2 separate regions of the Zea mays genome follow, and region 2 is linked to region 1. The links are chromatin contacts, called in public Hi-C maps. All regions are on one chromosome and are shown on one strand. Each heading gives the region's core, a stretch centred on a gene start, on an enhancer-like site or on the middle of the called end of the contact. The rest is flanking DNA. Distances are from core to core; before and after follow the strand shown.

Evidence for each region. A called contact is a pair of places that touch in the nucleus more often than the background predicts.
Region 2: a contact with region 1 is called in a Hi-C map of root tip, with 8 times the contacts expected there. The contact joins the enhancer-like site here to the promoter of LOC111591141 in region 1. A contact is called at or near these places in 8 of 25 Hi-C or Micro-C datasets (ear, endosperm, leaf and 2 more) and 1 of 3 datasets of contacts at active chromatin or transcription factors (seedling).

Annotation. Positions count from the first base shown.
Region 1 is chr3:215,860,087-215,863,640 of Zm-B73-REFERENCE-NAM-5.0, forward strand. LOC111591141 (translation initiation factor IF-2-like) reads right to left here and starts at 1,716. Exons shown (of 1, transcript XM_023302063.2): 1 at 1-1,716. The coding sequence starts at 1,293. The coding sequence ends at 532. LOC100384045 reads left to right here. Exons shown (of 11, transcript NM_001176652.2): 8 at 2,292-2,451; 9 at 2,537-3,381; 10 at 3,457-3,554. The coding sequence ends at 3,516.
Region 2 is chr3:216,012,588-216,016,745 of Zm-B73-REFERENCE-NAM-5.0, forward strand. It overlaps LOC103652548, which reads right to left. Exons shown (of 6, transcript XM_020550519.2): 5 at 2,612-3,531; 6 at 763-2,457. The coding sequence ends at 1,299. Among protein-coding and RNA genes, the nearest start is that of LOC103652548, 15 kb to the right of the region's middle. Within about 2 kb of position 2,319, at least 2 of the 20 cell types and tissues checked have an H3K27ac peak or open chromatin away from gene starts, as enhancers often do. A contact at or near this core is called in root tip, where this site is marked.

The sequences.
Region 1 (3,554 bases), core at 466-2,965:
GATCTAATCCTTATTACTTCCCTAACTAATCTAATCCTTATCAACCAAATCTGATCTAATCCTGACCTCTTTCATAACTAATCCGATCCAAACCAAATATGATCTAATCTCGGTACTGTTCCCACGCTACAGTAACCGTGTGAACAGTGCCTCCTTACACTACACCCTACCTGGACATGCAACTCGACCTCGAGCTGCAACCTAACGATGACCCCACTAGACACAAACCTAACACCTAAAAATAAGTCTTCTACATCTCGGTTTATTTTATTATTTCGAACCTGAATTAGACATTAACTCTTTATTTTTTGACCCCTTAAGATAAGGCGAACACCCTTTGCGCATTGGATCTGCACGTGTGCAGCCACATGGATCTGATATACGCCATCTGGACGAAAGGGGAGCATGTGGATGATCCCTGGAATGGGTCGCAACAATGACCAACTGAGACGCCCTCATAGCGGTCGGTAGTGGAATGTGGTAGTGCTAGTCCGTGCGCCCATGCCGATGACAAGGAGGGGAGTGCCTTCCCTACCGACGCTGTCGTAGAGTTGGAGTTCGTCGCCCGCGGGACACACACCATGCTCGCGCTTGGAGATATCGGGCCAGCGCAGTTCTTGATGGTCGTCCGACAGGGCGAGGTCGCGTCCCCATGTGCCAAGGTCGACCGACACCAAGGTTGCCTCGAGCATTTGCTGGCGCACTAGGAGGCCATGCGCCGCAGCTTGCAGCCACACCACCGCAAACACCTTGCAGGCACTCGCCTGCGCACTCGCCTTCCTCTCCGTGAGCTGCTTCAAGGTTGCTGGGACGACTGGGCGCTTCTGCTTGAAGATGGGGGCGTTGTCCTTGTCGGCGCGCTAGGAGGCAGCGTGCCGCCTCCTGTAGCTGCGCCGTCGTTGCCCGAATGCCATCCACGCTCCCGTAGAAGACGTCTTCGCAGTGCTGCTGTGGCGGCATAGGCATGGGGGCGGTGAACGACGGGGTCGGTGAAGGAGACGTTGCCATCGTGAATTCCGGCGCCGTCATTGATGAGAGGGCGTATGATGGAATTGGCGATGGTGATGGTGGTATGGAGATGAGGTAAAGGGGCAGGCCCGTTGGTGCGGGCGCACTGGCACTGATCAGGCGATGTGACGGCGCCGGTGGCGACAGGGGTGGTCCCACGGTCGCTGGTGGGTGCGTGATCATCGATAACTGTGGCGCCGGCGGGTGTTGGGAGGGACACGCCATGCGCGACATGAAAGCTTCAATGGTTGCCACAGAGCGCGCGAGGGTGGTGAAGATTGGCATCGAGCTTAGCGTTGAGGCCCTCGAGGGTCATCGGAGTCGGAGCGCTTGACATATCCGATACCAGATTGTTATAGACTATGATGTGATTGGGGAATTGGAGAGGGATAGGGAGTTGTAGTTGCAGGAATGTCGGCCGGGGGCCTTTGCCCACGGTCGGGCAAGAAGAAGGTTTGTTTCTAATTCTTGCTTACCCTTAACTGATACAATGATGTCTCTTTTATAGAGGCGACTGACTTGTCTCTATCCATCTAACCAATTCTGATCTAATCCTTATCCCTTCCCTAACTAATCTAATCCTTATCAACCAAATCTGATCTAATCCTTATCTCTTCCTAACTAATCTGATCCAAACCAAATCTGATCTAATCTCGGAACTGTCCACGTGCTACAGTAACCGCATGAATAGTGCCTCCCTGACAGAGGGAGCAGCAATTTTGAAGAAACAAATATATTACTATACCCTATGATGCTACAACTAATGCTTGGCATGATCAATGCAATTTCTGTTTTTCCTCTTCGGTTATGTGCTACTAATCAAGTTATACTCATCTAGCGTGTCTGAAACATTAAACTATATTTGATTATCTGCGGAACTTCATGCCTGTCTGTAGTTGCAATTCATGATTCTAATATGTTGAGTCGAATAATCACTATAGATAATAGAATAGGAGTTATAACATCTAAAAGTTAAGCTAACATCCTTAACCAAAGTTTTTGTATGTGATATTTGAATCCTGCAGTATTACTTTCATAATTTGTTACTCCCTCCGTTTCTTTTTATTTGTCGTTGGATAGTGTAAAATTACACTATCCAGCGACAAATAAAAAGAAACGGAGGGAGTACTTACCTTCCAGGATATTTGTCTGATGTGAAGTTTAAAGCTGTAGTTTACATGCCATTGAGTTTGAGCCTTGATGCAAAAGTCTTATCCTTCTGTTCCCTTCTGAAACCTTGTTCCAGGCTGCAATATGTTATTGACTGGTGATCATCTTGACAGGTTAGATGGGATGATGGTATAGAGTGCCGTTGGCCCAATAGGGTATCTCCTTGGGAGATTGAGCTCACAGGATCTGTTTCAGGATCTCAAATGTGCGCTCCCAGTTCAAAACGTCTGAAACCATGCCTCCCCCAAGTTAATCCGGAGATTGTGCTTCCAAGTAGGTCCTTTTACAAGTGAAAGGAGAACCATTAATCAAGGTTTATGTGTCCTGCTGAATTTGTCCTCTTTTGGTATTTTGGCAGATGGAAGTGTTTCTTCAGATTTTGCGGGATCTGCCAGATTCCACAAGGTCTTGCAAGGTCAAGAATTGTTGGGTTTCAAAACCCATGATGGTCCTGCTATTTCTGCTTCTCAGGCAACTGAAGCAAGAAATTTGCAGTACAGTGATGAACGGAGTAACAATAACTTAGGGATCCCAAGACTTGGTGTTAGGTCTCCAACTGGAATCCCTGGGTTTCCCTACCATTGCTCAGGCTTTGGGGAATCTCAAAGATTCCAAAAGGTCTTGCAAGGTCAAGAAGTGTTTCATCCTTTCCGAGGAGGATGTTTGGCTGATGGCCATATAAGAACTGCTGGCATGTATCAACCTGACGGTAGGCATGTATCTGGTGCAGCTTATAAATGGTCTGCACCACAAGGGTATGATTTCCCACAGCCAGCAAAACCGGTTTTTCTGTTGCAAGAATCATCCCCATCATCTGTGATGATGTTTCCACAAACTAGATCTAAGATAACTCACTTGGAATATGAGTACTCAAGACATGAGGATGGTAGACTTGATAGGACTGTTCCTACTCAAGACATGGGAAGAAGCAATCAAACATTATCTCTTTGGCCTCATCTTGTTTCAGGCGAAGCAATAGAAGAATGTACTGGAACTGTGAATATGCACTCCCCCGTCAGTGGTGCAGAGCATGAATCAAACAATGAGAGTACAGTTGAAAATGGCTGCAAAATCTTTGGTATCTCATTGGCTGAAAAGATCCGATCATGCGATGAAGCAGACTCTTGTAGTGCAAAATGTAATTCTCGGCTCCAGCCTTTGAAGTCACAAATGCCAAAATCGCTAGGCAGCTGTTGGGCCACTGTAAGTGCTTTGTACTATTTATTCTATTGACATTTTGTTTGTGTGATTGCTCATTGACTGGTGAAAGTTTTGCAGGTTCACGAGCAAAGGCCTGTTGTTGGCAGGGTGGTTGACGTCTCGGCGACAGATATGTGATCTGATCCACATGGCATATCCTTGTAGAATATGCAGGA
Region 2 (4,158 bases), core at 1,069-3,568, 150 kb after region 1:
TGTTACCAAATTTATATTTCTTAATTTAGCGAAGTCAAGTAGACTCCGAGCGGAGACATCGTATTACTGCATGGAAATGGTACAACTGGCTAGATAACATCTACTCCCTCCGTCCCAAATTATAATTTGTTTTGATTTTTTTTGCCATGCTTGACTCGTCTTATTCAATTTTTTTGAAAAAAAAACAAGAAAAAAAACAAAGTTTAAGTATATTATATGCTAAACAACATCACAGTAAAAATTAACAATAATTATGAAAAAAATTTAATAAGACGGGTCGATCAAACTTAAGGTTAAATGAATTATAAATTGAAACCGAGAAGCTAAGTAGAGATTGACCGCCCCTAGCGCGGCATTTTCTAAATCACTTTAGACTTTATTGTGTATCCCTCAAAAATATAAAAAAAATGTCCTCAAACGTAGCATTAGCAAACACTACTGCGATTTACGTTGCAAATGTAGAGATAATTATGTGTGTAGATAATGTAGTAGAACAAATAATATATGAATTATTCAATAATATGCTAAACCTTTAAACATCTAAATAAATTTCAGCTTAGTTCACTGCCTTATCTGTATACTTTTCCAAAAAAAAAGAGATAAATCTTAGAGGTAAAACTCTAAAGGTCATGCCAAGTCACAATACAATAACAACAACCAACAGCAATTAGAAATTTATTTCTATTGCCAATGGCCTCTACTAAAAACTTGTTCACAGTTCACACTCCTATAAGCAGGTACAAAAATATAATTCCAACCTCATCTAAACAGTGTGTTCTTATATAACCTATAAAGATTTATCATGCTGAATGTCAGTTGTCCATTAGAAAGCATACCACTGACCAGAATAGAGGTACAACACAAAATGTGAGTATAAGATTCAATCATGTTTCAACTTGATGCTTAATTGGGCCATAATACATATTACAATGAGAACTGAAATGGCGTCAGTCACTCAGTCATCATCTAACCGTGAAATTTCCAGCAGCAACAACAGTCCAACCTACATGGGTAACTTCGTTGGAAAAAAAATGAAGACTAATATCTTAGCTTCTTTTTAAATATTCAGTCTACGAAGCAACTACAACAGCCAGTTTTCCACTAATGACCATAACAGGTAGAGGCAATTTATGTGCAATAAAAGCTTGCCCAAAAGTTGCATCAAGGATGAGAAGTTCCAATCAACCAAAGACATCCTGATGATGTTGTGTTATGTGCACAACTGGAGCCACACTTAGAGCATTAGAGTACTATATGTACTTTTGCAACTGCATCAGACAATATCATGAACTGAGGATCTAGCTGAGCATAGAAACTGTTCCTAATATCGAGCAAACACAGAATCTCCTGAAGCTGCAATGAAGTTTTGTTTCCGCAGTGAGATCCAACGGCATCCATACACCATCTTTAAAGAAAAAACTTAAGCTTTGTCCTGATAGAGGATGACAATCAGTATTTGCAGTTTCAACATCCCCATTGCTTTCCAAGTGGCATACACATTCTCTTGAAAGATAGATATCACTCTGACAAGCACAATGCTCTAAGTGGGTTTCTTTATTGGACATTCTAACAAAAACTTCTGTGCAGCTGGCCTCATCATGTGAGCTGTACAACTTTCTAACAGACCCTAATAGATTCAAGCACCATGATGACAGAATGTCATGCATATCATCAGCTGTTAAGCAATGCAGATTAGGCCTTAGAGTATTTGAAATAATACCATGAACCATCTTATAAATAGATTGGAAACATGGAGAACAACATTTGTAGAGACATGAAATTTTTGGAACTGAAAGATTCATCATGGTGTCATGTTTACCATCGATCGAATTTGATTCAACATCATTCACAAGATCATTTCTCCTCAACTCATTATCATCAATATGAGCTTCAGAAGAAACATTGTTCTTTGGTAATTCTGTATTGTTAATACTTGCTGGGGATCCAACGGAATCTCCTGCCCTTTGCAAACAGCTTAAACCTTCCATAGATTCTGTGTGGTTTTCAGATCTTTGAATACCTGGTCTGAATTTATCTTCACCGTAGGTTAACCTGGACACTTTCCCATTGTTGTTTGCTCCAATAGGTTCTCCGTCATTTGTTACTGTATCTGCATGTGTATTGCCCCTATGCACATCAGGTAAAGCTGAATGGACATGATCGTGTTCTACTGCATCCTTGCTGGAAACAGAGTTCACATGATTATCAAGGTCACAGTCCATCGAATAGCTTCCAGGTTGTTCTGCAGTATGCTTAACCGGATTGCCTTGCACCTCAGTAGGACCAGGAACAACTTCATGATCCTGAGTGTGTTGGGCTGGAATGTCTTGAACCTCAGCAGGGATGGCAACAGGAGCAACTTGTACATTGGTTCCTGCAGCATACTTGGTCCTTTGACATTCTTTGGCACTTGAACTCTTCATGCGGGATGTTCCTGTCCGGGTATCAACATGTGTTCTGTAGATTGGAATAAATAAATAAAAATGTTAACACAATTGCGCCAATCATCTACATCAGCATCATGCACCAATATTTTTTTGCTGATTTTAAGCAGTAAGAAAGGAGTGACAGAATCAACAGAAATAAAAAAAAACATAAAGCTCTGGCCGACCTTTGGTAGGTGTATGCCCAACTGTTCACAATATCATCTAGATAAGCTACTTGAGATAGGATTCGAAAATACCGGAATTGATTTCTCTTTTCCAAAATTTTAGTTTGAATCTGTCCGACTAACAGTCCCAACACCTTTCTCACCTCAGCACAAACTTCAATAACAGACCCATAGACACCTCTATAAGCTAATAAGCCAACAGCAACCAGCCCTCTCACACAGACAGACTTTTCCTTTCCCTTTACAACATTGTCCCCTCCATTTAGTGATTTACCAGGTAAGGTGCTGCTCTGCAACAAACAGGAATTAAATGGCCAGCCTTTCCATGGTCCATTTATATCAGTGCAGGGGCCTTCCCGTAGCTTTGACGTAGCCCAACAAAGTTTTGAGAACTGAGGATGCTGCAGTATCTGAATTCCAAAAGCAACAATAGCAAATGACTCGCTGCCTTTTACAAGTCTACTAGAAGGATTTCTTTGAACTATGCCTTCAAAAAAAAATTGATCATTTTCTACTTTATCTTCCACATTGGATGGTGGAGGCTCTTGCTGAGCTCTGCCTGCAGCCAGCTGAATTGGATTCTCCTTAGAAGCAACTCCACACAAGGGTCGCTCATTCTCACTGGACTTAAGTTCACCTTCTGCACTAATATTCATGGAAGCAAACACTTCTTTTTGTTGATGATTATCATTCTTATGAGATTCATCATGCAAAAATTGAACATGATGTCGAATCAAGTCATGTGATAACTGCAAAGCACATGAATCAACCATCTCATCCCAATTAGAGTGGTTGTCAATATTCACAGAAAATCTAGGTATTGTATGTTCTGAAGAAACAAGGCACTGATCCACAACATGTGTGCTGAAGAAACCTCTTACTCCACTGGGAAGATCTTGAAACCTCATGTCACTGGTGGACTATAAAACAAAATGTTAGCTTGTCATCCGATGTTATCTTTTCTTTTCTTTTTTTTGGAAATGTAGGTATCAATGCTGCCATAGAGGTGAGAAAACAGAATTTGTTCAAAAAGAAAATATGCACAGCCTGTTTGGCAGAGCTTGATAGTTATAGTTACAACTTTACATAGAAGTAAAGTGATTCTAGGCTGATTCTGAAATGAACTAAGGGCGCGGGAACCGAAAAAAATTAGCTTATCCTGATTCACTTCTTCCATAGAATCACTTCCACAATAGAGTTTTTCCTAGAGAATCACTAACCATCTCTCTCATAAAATCACTTTCCACAGAATCAAAAGCCCTTAGTATTCATGAGAAACAATCCATGATCACATGTCATCAGTATTACAATAGGTACCAAAATTTGCCTAAAACAAGAAGATAAAACATTTGCATAGATACCTTTTAGGTGCTGTTTGGTTCAAATGTGGGAGGTGCAACAAGAAAGTGACCTGCTGACAGTGTAGCTATTATGGTGCAACTAAAAGCACATTTTGTTTGGTTGGTTTATGTTGTAATGGATCGCCGAGTAGTATAGCCAAACGGTTAGCAACACTATGTGTTCACATTGTGAACTCATTATGTGCT